Linked DNA regions of Mus musculus: all the other regions are linked to region 2. A link is a contact called in public Hi-C and HiCAR-type data. All regions are on one chromosome and are shown on one strand. Each heading gives the region's core, a stretch centred on a gene start, on an enhancer-like site or on the middle of the called end of the contact. The rest is flanking DNA. Distances are from core to core; before and after follow the strand shown.

Region 1 (4,160 bases), core at 1,522-4,021, 540 kb after region 2:
CTTTGGGTTTGGTTTTGGTTTGTTGTCAAAAGAATATGTTTTAGTGTTAAAGAGAAGAGTAACATCAAGAAGCAAACACTCATGCTAAATGTGGATAGCTGTTCTGAACATATACTACATTTTTTTTTCCTGTTGTGATTCTTGGTCATGTTAATTAAGTGGACAGAATCTCACACTTCATTATCTCTTTAGTTTATTTGAAGCAGGGAAACCTTAAGTTATGACTTTGTGTTGTTGTTTGAGTACCAGGACTCCAGCTTTGACAGTATCCTTCATGCTACAGGAGTTAATGGGCCTATATTTAATGACTTGTAAAGTTTGTTTTGATGTTCAATGGATGTTATACACCAATTAGGCATAAAAATGGCCCTTGAAATATATTTTATCTGTAAGCCAAGAACTTATCTGTGAACAAACATTCACTGGACAGAGCTAATAAAATTATGAAAACATAGATTTATGTTGATGCCCTTTCTTTCTCTCTTTCTTTCTCTCTCTCTCTCTCTCTCTCTCTCTCTCTCTCTCTCTCTCTCTCCCTCCCTCCCTCCCTCCCTCCCTCCCTCCCTCCCTCCCTCCCTCCCTCCCTTCCTTCCTTTCTTCCTTCCTTCCTTTCTTTTTTTTTTTTCTGGAGCCACACAGCTTCTGTTTTGAGACAGAACCCTGCTATCTAGTTCAGGTATCCTTTCACTTTGGCCTCCCAAGATCTGATGTTGCAGACTCAAGCCACCATATCTTGTCAAACTCTAAAACATATAAAACTTTCTTATAGGAGTTCGGCACTTTGGCATGATCCAAGAAAGAACATACTTCCTTGAAGGCCAGGTGCAGTACACAGTATCTTATCACTCCTGGAGTTCCCTGTATAAAGCTTCCATTTAAATATTTGTTGACCCTATAGCCTATATGGCATTATTTTACAAATCAGAAGTCAACTCAACCTTCCTCCAGGAAGGTAGCACTCCAGAGGAGTCAGGCACAGCTCCTTGGGACATAAACAACACATTTCATGCTGCACTGACATCTGTCCTAGCCTCTTTGAAATTAATCACAGATATTATAAGTTGTAAGAGAATGGTTGTTTAAGCAAATTTGGAGGATTATCAGCCTGACACAAGTTTAAACAATTATCTAAGTCACACATGAGAAAAGATCCACAGGACCCACGATGTTTTTTATTTTTTTAACTATACCAAAAAAACAACAAAACACTATAATGGTGAAACTACATTTTTCAAGAATCGGAGGTGAAAGTAGAGAAGAAATGGGGGCTTTAGAATGGAGGATCTAGAGAAAGTACCCAAGGAGCTAAAGGGATCTGCAACCCTGTAGGTGGAACAACAATATGAACTAACCAGTACCCCGGAGCTCTTGACTCTAGCTACATATGTATCAAAAGGTGGCCTAGTCGGCCATCACTGGAAAGAGAGGCCCATTGGACACACAAACTTTATATGCCCCAGTACAGGGGAACGCCAGGGCCAAAAAGGGGGAGTGGGTGGGTAGGGAAGTGGGAGGGGTATGGGGGACTTTTGGGATAGCATTGGAAATGTAATTGAGGAAAATATGTAATAAATAAAAAAAAAAAAAGAAGGAGGAACTTTATATGAACCTGCACCAAGAGGGCCTAGTGTTCTTGCTGAAACTGACATAGTTGATGCTGTACTTAAGAGGCCCACTGGTAACTCCACTGTGACCTCAGCATCTTGCTTTGTAAAGTGATGAAATCTCAGACTAGACAACAACGTTTACATTTTGGTCAAGCAATCCAAACTTCTGTCCTCCATCTTCTGCACTGGTTGGAACTGTTCCAGGGATGTTTATATGAGAAGTGAGAACTGACTGTGAGCAAAACAGAAACAGATACATGCCTCATAAAAGGAACTGGGTTCCTGATCTACAAGTTTGTTAAAGTGGAAATATGCTTTACCTTGTTGAAAAATGAAGTAATATCAGAAATCATAAATTACTTCATGGGATATTTTGAGATAAATATTATTTTCAGTATTTAATTCTTATAGGTAAATACCTTCCATGTCGATTCTAAAATACATAAGTAATTTATGACAGTTATTTCACCAGTGCCTTGATTTAATTTTATTTTTCCATATTTTGTACCTGTTGAGTACACTTACATACCAATATACATGTGGTCTTAAACTAATTGTCATAGGAATAATCAAATTTATTAGAATATATGATGAAAACAAAAATCTTTTCTATAGAGAGAAGACACTTTCAGTTTCCATCTGGGTCACACATTTAGCATGTAAATGACAAGTGTCTTGAGTACTCGTTTTGACATTATCTTTGTGTGTATATTATCCCTTCTGGATCTACAGGAAACTCATGCATAAAAATTCTCTGCAGGGAGGTAGGGGTACCATTCGTTGGAAGGAGATAAATAAACAAATAGCTTTCCCCACTGCATTGAAGTGCTTGTTTCCCCCAAGAAGACCTGTTGTTTGAAGGCCAACCCTGTTCCTAAATCCAGAAACAGGAAATACTAACGTGTTCTTGCACATTCGAATGGCCCGTCTGGCAGGAAAGCAGATAGAATTGTGAACTTTTTTTTTTTTTTAAAGAGACATTGGCTACCCTCTCCCCCTCCATTTCTCAGCCTCACCCCCTTTCAACCAAGGCCACTACATGCTGAACAAGCACCCAAAACAACCAATAAATGAAAGGAAACTCACAGGTCACTCTGGGTCGTTATTTTCACATACCTTTGAATAATGAGAGCATCACATGTCAGCTAGAGGAGAACAAAATGTCACATTCTCCAGCTAAAGGTCAGCCTCGGTCATAGGTCACAGAAGGGAGGCCAGGAAATAACCTAAGAGGTTAGGCTGGGTGCACAAAGAAAGGTCACCAAATGTCAATGAAAGCATGCAGCTGTTGGGAGATGAAACAACTGAGTCACCCTTTTGTGCTGACATCGACTAGAAAAAATGTCTCTGCTGACATTTTTCATTCGTTTTTTTTTTCTTTTTCTACTTTCTTTCTTTCTTTCCTTCTTTCTTTCTTTTTCCTTTTTTTTCTTTTTTAGCTTGCTGTTTTATAAGACAGAGACACCAATGTACCCAACCCCAAATTAGCCTTTTTAAAAAGCAACAGTTTAGAACTTAAGTGCAGCAGTTTCCAAAGACTCAAAACTATGGCATTTTTTTAATCTCAAATGATTATGATACACAGCAATGGGCCTGTAATAGCAATTTTAGATTTCATCTGAGCTCATGTGTTAGCAATGAGGCCTCAGGATAGCTAGGGATCAGTCACTAGTGTCTTCATACCATTAAGAACTATGATTACTCCTTTCACTAGGAGATACTCAGATTCTCTGCCTTTTACAGGGACTGAAGACATGAATTATCCTGCATTGTACTTGACCTAGCTTTTGGGAGTTTTTGATCTAGTTTAAAAAAAAAAAAAGTATTCACAGAGGCAAGAAAAAGAGCATGTGGACTTAAGTCTCATTTTAAAGGAATTTTAGGAAAACACTGGTAGACTATATCTAAGTATCAAGCCTGCTTTCAGATCAATCGCTCCTTGTTAAATGTCAGCGCTAATAGAAACCCTGCTTCATGACCTTTCTCTTGGTGGCGGCGATGGTGTCCCTAAGTGAGTACAGTCACCGAGCTCAACAGGAAGGAAGCTCAGGCACTGGAGATTATTGAGACACTTGGCTTACACACAGTTCTTTAGCAGCTCTGCTTTTCTGGGGTCTGTTTTATACACACACTTGATATGGCTGAAGGAACCATTTCCAGACAATGCCAGAACCTTCTGCTTCTACAGCATCTTCTACTTATCCCCAGACAGGAGACCACATTTCACAGCAAGATATCTTCCTCTGGCTTCCCTAAAGTGGCCTCAGTTTACATCGTAGGCAGGTCCAGGTTTTATGAGCCAATTACATCATTTTCATGTCACTGTGTCAATTCTATATGATACGAAGAAAGAACATTTTCATTTGTACAATAAAAATAATGAAAATATAAAAGGACATTAATAGATAATTATGCATACATGAATGTTTATATGTTCCTAAGTAGCTTCGGGTGAGCTATAGAATCCTCACAGACTCATGACACTGTTACACTAATTGTTCTCGTGTAAATGAGTTAACTTGTGCATAAAGAACATAGCTAACATTCCCCAAT
Region 2 (3,903 bases), core at 495-2,994:
GGCTTCTACATTCCTGAAGTCACTGGACCTACTGGCTTCTAAGAGTAGCCCAGCTGAGGCAGCTGGCCAGGTAATCTAAGGCTGCTTCTAGCTCTGCAATCCAGTGACCCTTGACGCTCAACTTGTGCGCCAGAATGCCTGTCATTTCTGAGTATAGAGCGTTCACAGTCCTTTCTGGTAAAAAAAATAGGTTAAGCAAATACAAAGGGACGCTCAGGCTCCTCTGTGGGTCTATGCCTTGGTAACCGGGGATGAAAACTGGTTGATCACAGCAAGCAAGCTTCAGGGTCTACCATTTACAATTGAAATGCTTTACTGGCGAGGTTAAGAGTTCAAAGTTGAGTCACAGTCTGAGGTGGCCCTGCTCTTCCTTTTTAATTATCTGAGGTCAGGAAGTTAATAATACCAGAAATCCCCAATAGAGACCTCCTGTGAACTCTGTGAACTTTAAACTCGCCTCTCTCTATCTCTCTCTTTCTTTTTTTTTTAAATGGGTAAAAAGTTCAGTACAAACACAGCGGACTTTCCTCTTAGTCTCCACCCGTTCACACCCCCACCAAGGTCAAAAGTTCAACTGTAAAACAGAAAGCCTTGTTCTCTGATCCACATTTAAACAGATCACTTATTAAAAGGTAAACATTCCCAAACCAAGCCAAAGTCCAAAATGAATCTGTTCAATAAAAATGAAAATATTGTAATAAAACAAGTCTTTGATCTTTATCTCTTGCCTTGCAATTGGACATCGGGCTTTTTTTTTTTTAAACTTTTTGAATCTTATGAAAAGAATACACTCGTGAACTCTCTGCTCACCCAGTTCTTCCCTGAGATTAGACTCTCTAGAAGAGATAAAATCTCAGACGTTTTCAGGTAGTTCTTTGACTGCCTATCTTAAGACAGCAGAGTCTATTCCTTGTGTGTTCGTTCTTTTGCTTTTGCTTTTAAAAGCACCAAGTGTCAAGTACTGTGGAGTTGAGAAGGGTTTCTCAAAGTCGGTGAAGAATGCAGAAAGAGGAAAGAAACAGGACCACGTACATCATGAACCTCGTGGGAATAAGAGACAAACCAAATCTGACATCCTAAGCAATATTACGACTCACACATGAAGCCAGAGGATAGACACAGTGCTGGCATAGAGACGCAAGGCATATCCTGACTTGGAACTTTCCAACTGATCGTCCTATAAGGCAAAGTCTAAAGTGCCCCTTCTACAAGAGCAAATAACACAGAGTCCATTGTGTTCCGAACACGTCAGTCATTATTCTAAAAGGTCTTACCTTGTGAGTCACCCCATTTGTGGGGGCATGAATAGATGATACATGTCTTAATGTACAAGCCAGACTGGCCTCCAACTCATAACCCTCCTGTCTGAATCTTCCAGGTTGACAGAATTGCAGGTGTTTGTCACCATATTCAGCTCAAAAACTTTTGTAGAAAGATTTTTTTTCTCACAACTTAGTAATTACACAAGAATACTGTCACTTGCTTCCTACTTGAATTTTTTTTAAAGAGTAATAAATACACTCAGTTACAGAAAAAATGACAGGACTTGTGAAATAAAGATATGGTAAATGTATTCATAATTAATATTTTTGCACAGCTTATAAGATTTTCTGGTAATATCTAGCACAAAAATGAGACCTGGATACCGCTCTAAACACACTATGCTCTAGATGCATCCACACTGTGAACAATGTGCCGAGTGACCTCTGAGACGCTGGGATGCATCTGCACAACCCAGCCAGGAACAGCGCAGACAGGAAGGAAGTGTGGGGAGAGCACGCGTTCCTTCCTTCTGCTAGGGCTCCCTTCTCAGCAGCTGTGAGGACGGATGGAAATTCCTTATGAGTCAATCTGAGACTTCAAAGTATGGGATACAGCTTGAGAGACCCAATCTTATTGATTAGGATGCTGACCAAAAGGAAGGCACTATATTTAGGAGGGCATTTGGGGGGAAACTAAGCGTTGAAGCAGTTATTTGACAAATGGTGGCAGGGATTTGGAGGCTCTGCAGCCTTGTAGGCTGGTATTACATGAATGCCGTCTGCTTTCAGTTCTTCTACTGAAGAACTGCTCATGATTAATTTTTTTTTCTCTTCCTTCTTTTCAAAGTTTGAAGACACTAAATTTTATTTGAGCTAGCTGTTTCCAACCTTCTGTCTGAGAGAATTTTCTAATAAAAAAAAAGATTTTCCTCCTCATTCCTTTTGTTTTAAAGAAATCATTATGTAAGAAGGATCATGCTGTACTCTAAGCATGCTACCCTTCGCTGTCCCTTTTAGATAGAAATGGGATTGGATCCACACACAGTTGACTGCACACCCCAAAGTAGATGGTGTGTTGGGAGGGCCCCAAGAGTCTTTGTTTGCCTTGGTCTTATGTGTTTTTGACTCCTTCACCTTCTGATCCCACTACCTGGTGCCACTCAACTGTCCCACCCTGAAACCTTGACTTCTCTGCCTTAACATGTCTCTTCCCCTCCCACAGCTCCTTCTCTGTCCCATTTGTCCACTCTATAAATCTCTCTCCTAGCAATGGAGTAGGGAGTTCTGCTGCAGTAACTATCTTCCTGTGTTCAGTACATTTTTCTGTCTCTGATGATAAAATATGATCAAAAAGGGAGAGGTCCCACGCAATCCCCTGGAAGGTCCTCCTTCATAAACAGAAACAGAAACTAACCAGGGAAGAAATGCAATGCATATTTCCAGATAGTACATACAAAAAGGTGCCTGCCAGAGAGGTTTCTCTCACACTGCTCTGCCAGAGCGTCGGGCCAGAGGTCTTCATGAAGCCCAAAGCATTGTGAAGGTATTTGTACATCTTTTCCCACCTTGGATTCCATTTGGAATTTTTTTTTCCATGAGTTCATAGCTAGAGTTCAAAAGCATCTTGGAAACTCTCTAATCCCCATTTTCGGAATTTCTGTGTGTGCTCTAAAATAAGTCAGTCGATGCTCTCTGTCCTCGATCTCTTCCTCACAGACTGTTGCTCATGGGGGTGGGGGTGGGGGTGGGGAACTGCTCTGAGACCCTGCCTGTGATAGCCTCACCTGTACACTCCAATCTGTGGATTTCTCCAGAGCTGTAAGACAGGTGTCTTTTTAAAAGGAGATGAGTAGGAGGGAAGGATGGAAGCTAAGGAGGAAGACAGAAAGCCCTCCTGCGTTTGACATGCACCTCGGTACTAGTGGGCTGCAGCACTCTAACCTGGGGCTGCCAAATTTAGCTCAAAAGGCAGCTCTGTATTCCCAATTGGTCCTCACCTCTCACCATCTCTGACTTCAGCAGTGCGCTAAACTTGTCTGAACCTGAATTTCCACCTCTCTCTCTCTCTCTCTCTCTCTCTCTCTCTCTCTCTCTCTCTCTGTGTGTGTGTGTGTGTGTGTGTGTGTGTGTGTGTGTGTGTGTGTGTGTGTTGTAGGAATCAGTTCAGGACTCTGTGGAGAACAGGAACATTATGTCAGGGACTGGCCAAAGTTAGGAGTTGGTTGGGACTCAGCAAGCAGTTCAGAGTCCTGATCTGTGCACTGCATGTTGGTCATTGGTTGATATGTGGCTATGTGTAGTCTCCTCACTTCTGCCCTTTGCATGTCTCCTCTGTGACACAGTAGTAACCACGTAGGCCTCCCCATGCTCTTTTTTCCTATCTATTCTCCTGTAGGCACTGTGTACAGAACACCTCCTTTCTCCTTTTCCTTACCCAAGATAATCTGGTTACAAACTGGTACAAAGAGTTCTCCAAATCGCTCAGTTTGAATCCCATGGGAGGGTGGGCTAATACATTGCAATGTTCTGTTAGTACGGTTAGTCTACACTTTGGGACAATGGAAGCTTCGTTGCCAAGTTTCACTGAAGGATAAAACATGTTTACAGGGAGGAGCTAGAGAAAGTACCAAAGGAGCTAAAG
Region 3 (4,111 bases), core at 348-2,847, 560 kb after region 2:
CCACTTATGTTGTGGTCTGGCTAGTGAGGCCCAGAAATCTGCCCGTGTCTACCTCCCCAAGCAATATGACTAAAAGCCTTACTGTTTCTGGTGTTTTCTTACCAGTTTCTCCTACTAGATTATACACTCGATGAGGTCAAGATTAGTGTATTTGAAGCCTTGAGCCACTAGTAAGTCTTGCAATATGTAGAACACTAATGCTGAGTGGATATTTGTTGTAAAGTCGGTGGAAGTCAAAATGCATAAAACTTCCCTGCTCCTACAGGCAGCCGGGAAGACAAACGTCCATCTCTCATGCCACTGTCATGTCAGGCCAAGGGTGCAGTCCAGTCTGCTTTGATCATTGTTATCAGAGTGTACTCTGAACCAGTGAATCAAATTATCACCAGCCTTGATTCTGTGCTTGGCAAAACACAGAAGAGAGTTATTCAGCCCTTAAAAGTTACTTTTACAATAGCAGATCTACAATCACCAGAGATGGAGAGAAAGGAAATTACCAACTAGACAGAATGGTTTGGAGTATGGATGAAGCACATGAAAGAAAAATCTGTAACATACACATACATGTACAGATGCACGCATGAAACACATGCACATACGTAGACAAGAAGACGCAGAAATGGAAGTTTGGAATTAAGGTGACTGAATATGTAGAACACGATGACAGCTAAGTTTAGGGAATAAAGATACAGAAAACCCCATTAAAGTTGAATTTCAGATAAATGATACCTAAGTCTTTGCTATGATTATGTCCTCAATATTGTGTTAGATATAGTCACCTTATGTTGATTTCACATGAAATCCTCCAATTTCTCAAAGGTCTGGTTGACCAGTAAACTAAAGTGAAGATCTAGATAGTACACCGATCATCACTGTTGCACAGATAAAAGCTACCTGTGTTAGTTGAGAAGGATCTTGTCTGTGCACTAGACTACAGCCTCAATATGTAATGATTTATATGGCTGTTATGATCCATATTCATCTTTACCAGTAAGTTTAAAACTGTGAGATATCCAAACTGTTCTTTTTCATTGTTTTGAGTAGCATATCAAATAAAGGGTTTTATTGTGGACTTACACACACACACACACACACACACACACACACACACACACACAGAGAGAGAGAGAGAGAGAGAGAGAGAGAGGTTGATCAGACTTCTTCATTTCTATGACCTCTTCTTGTCCATATAAATAATTTTTTCAAAGACCCTCCTGTCAGTCCTACAAGGAGGTTCAAGGACTGACCTAGAACTCCAGATTTTTCTAATTAACATTTGCAAATAGAATCCATCTCTCTCCCTTTCTAATGAGTTGGAGTAACACTCATTTGTATTAGAACTATGGGCTCTGTAAACAGAACTATGAATTACTGCACAGCAGACACGAGGCAGAGTTGTCTGACCAGAACTCTGTGATTCAGCAGCTATTATTTTTGTCCTGCAAATGAGTTTGAAGCACATTTTAGAGACTTGGAAGGAATTCTTGATGTGGGACAACAGTGTTGATTTCCCACCATTGTATTACCGGGAAGCAGCCTCCCGGCTTGCCCACAAAATGCACTAGGGCCTGCCAGCAGAGTCCCTTAACCCCAAGAGGCAGCTTTCCAAAGCTAAACTGCACATTAGGGCATTTTTTTCACTACAGTCAAGTACTGGAGCAGATGAGCCACAGGCTAAATTCATCCAGAGATGGCTTTTTGTGTTGTTAGTCAACGGATTTAGTTCCCTTTCAGCGTGCATTACGTTAAATTGGTGGTAAAGCTACCTAAGTCATCTCACAGTTCTTTTCCCTTCCCACCTCCTGGAGTTAACACAGGGAGAAGGATAGACATTAAATAGAGTGAAGTGGACTCAGTTCAATGCAAACAGCAGGAAAAGAAGTGGAGAGGTAGCAGATAAGTGTTAATTCCTGGATAATTTAAATACATGGGCACGGTTTTTGCAAATAATGCAAAGCGCCCTACGAACAACAAACCTAAGGTGTTTGGCTCTAAGGCATAGAAAAACTCTGGAGCAAATAACTTCACAGAAGATTGGAATAAGGTTTTAATTTTTCAATTAAATATATTTCATTAATCCTTTGAGAATGTCTTACATACATATACTATATTTTCATCGTATTCACCATGATTCCTCCCCTCTATCTTCTCTTACTTCAATTTCCCTTCCAGTGTCATTGTGTTCTCTTCTCTTTTTCTCACTGAGTGGGATTTATTTGACCAATATACTCATGAGTGTGGTGTGGGACCATCCAATGAAGCATGTTTAATCTACCAAGGGCCACACCCCTAAATAAACCTGACTGTAACTACTCCAGACACCTTCAACTCTTAATAATGAGTCATCTGTAAGTAAGGGATCATCGTACCTTTCCCAATTCCTACCTGGATTGATTTTGTGCAGGGCTTGTACGGACAACCATAGCTCTTATGTGTTCATGAGTGTAGTGGTTCTGTTATTCTGTTCCAATTCCCTGAGTCTTCTGCCCCTTGCAATCTTTGACCTTGTCTTTCTCAATGGTCCCTGAGAGTGAGATCGATGTCACATTTGTAGATGAACAGTCCACAGACACTTTGACCAGTTGTGAGCTTCTGAGTTGACTGTTATCCACTATACAAAGAAACTTCTCAGGTGATATCTGAGAGTTGCACTAATTTATGAATACAGAAAGAAAACTTCAGATGGCAGTTTGACACTCTATCCAGTTAGCAGAAGTTTTATCCCGATGGTGTGTAAACTCTCTAACCATGGGTTCTTGGCTGAATTTACCAGGTGTGTGTTTCCTTCAGTAGACTGAGACTTAAATACAATCAGAAAATAATTGGTGATCTCCATTTCAACCATGTCACTATGGCAGTTATGGTTATGTTTTGCTGGGTGGGTTATCATCATAGCTTACGGAGTTCCACTGATGAGATTTTCCAAGGTATAAATTTTGAAATAGATTTCTTTTTTTATGTTTTAATAAAAATTTTTTAATTGGGTATTTATTTCATTTACATTTCCAATGCTATCGCAAAAGTCCCCCACATGCTCCCCCACCCACTCCCCACCCACCCACTCCCCACCCACCCACTCCCCACCCACCCACTCCCACTTCTTGGCCCAGGCATTCTCCTGTATTGAGGCATATAAAGTTTGCACGACCAATGGGCCTTTCTTTCCACTGATGGCCGACTAGGCCATCTTCTGATTCATATGCAGCTAGAGACACGAGCTCGGGGTGGGGGTATTGGTTAGTTCATAATGTTGTTCCACCTATAGGATTGCAGATCCCTTCAGCTCCTTGGGTACGTTCTCTAGCTCCTCCATTGGGGGCCCTGTGATCCATCCAATAGCTGACTGTGAGCATGCACTTCTGTGTTTGCCAGGCCCCGGCATAGTCTCACAAGAGACAGCCATATCTGGGTCCTTTCAGCAAAATCTTGCTAGTGTATGCAATGGTGTCAGCGTTTGGAAGCTGATTATGGGATGGATCCCTGGATATGACAGTCTCTAGATGGTCCATCCTTTCGTCTCAGCTCCAAACTTTGTCTCTGTAACTCCTTCCATGGGTGTTTTGTTCCCAATTCTAAGAAGGGGCAAAGTGTCCACACTTTGGTCTTTGTTCTTCTTGAGTTTCATGTGTTTAGCAAATTGTATCTTATATCTTGGGTATTCTAAGTTTCTGGGCTAATATCCAGTTATCAGTGAGTACATATTGTGCGAGTTCTTTTGTGATTGGGTTACCTCACTCAGGATGATGCCCTCCAGGTCCATCCGTTTGCCTAGGAATTTCATAAATTCATTCTTTTTAATGGCTGAGTAGTACTCCATTGTGTAAATGTACCACATTTTCTGTATCCATTTCTCTGTTGAGGGGCATCTGGGTTCTTTCCAGCTTCTGTGAAATAGATTTCTTATGTCAAGGAAGATATCAAAAATACTAGTAAAAATTTTTTTCTATATGAGAGTTCCTGTGTAACCCTCAACCACTAAATAATATTTTTGTATCCCACACAAACTCCTTAGCAGTGAACAGACTAAACTGTAATGGTATTGTTCGAATCACAAATATTCTTGCAAGGCCAGTACGTCTCTGTTCAAAACACAGTGTTTTTGAGTCAGAAG

The links. A called contact is a pair of places that touch in the nucleus more often than the background predicts. HiCAR-type assays count read pairs that join an accessible place to other places.
Region 1: a HiCAR-type map of Th17 cells shows a contact between it and region 2, with 9 times the contacts expected there. The contact joins two enhancer-like sites. A contact is called at or near these places in 3 of 484 Hi-C or Micro-C datasets (LSK cells and liver), 9 of 115 datasets of contacts at active chromatin or transcription factors (T-cell acute lymphoblastic leukemia, Th17 cells, bone marrow-derived dendritic cells and 4 more) and 1 of 9 other capture datasets (embryonic stem cells).
Region 3: a contact with region 2 is called in a Hi-C map of uterus. The contact joins two enhancer-like sites.

The regions. Positions count from the first base shown.
Region 1 is chr16:76,760,285-76,764,444 of GRCm38.p6, forward strand. All of the region lies in intron 1 of Gm30790 (predicted gene, 30790), which reads right to left. Among named protein-coding and RNA genes, the nearest start is that of Gm30790, 17 kb to the right of the region's middle. Within about 2 kb of position 2,772, at least 41 of the 459 cell types and tissues checked have an H3K27ac peak or open chromatin away from gene starts, as enhancers often do. A contact at or near this core is called in Th17 cells, bone marrow-derived dendritic cells and regulatory T cells, where this site is marked.
Region 2 is chr16:76,224,902-76,228,804 of GRCm38.p6, forward strand. All of the region lies in intron 2 of Gm30507 (a long non-coding RNA gene), which reads right to left. Among named protein-coding and RNA genes, the nearest start is that of Gm30507, 23 kb to the right of the region's middle. Within about 2 kb of position 1,745, at least 76 of the 459 cell types and tissues checked have an H3K27ac peak or open chromatin away from gene starts, as enhancers often do. A contact at or near this core is called in Th17 cells, bone marrow-derived dendritic cells, regulatory T cells and 1 more, where this site is marked.
Region 3 is chr16:76,781,319-76,785,429 of GRCm38.p6, forward strand. No RefSeq gene overlaps it. Among named protein-coding and RNA genes, the nearest start is that of Gm30790, 4.3 kb to the left of the region's middle. Within about 2 kb of position 1,598, at least 10 of the 459 cell types and tissues checked have an H3K27ac peak or open chromatin away from gene starts, as enhancers often do. A contact at or near this core is called in uterus, where this site is marked.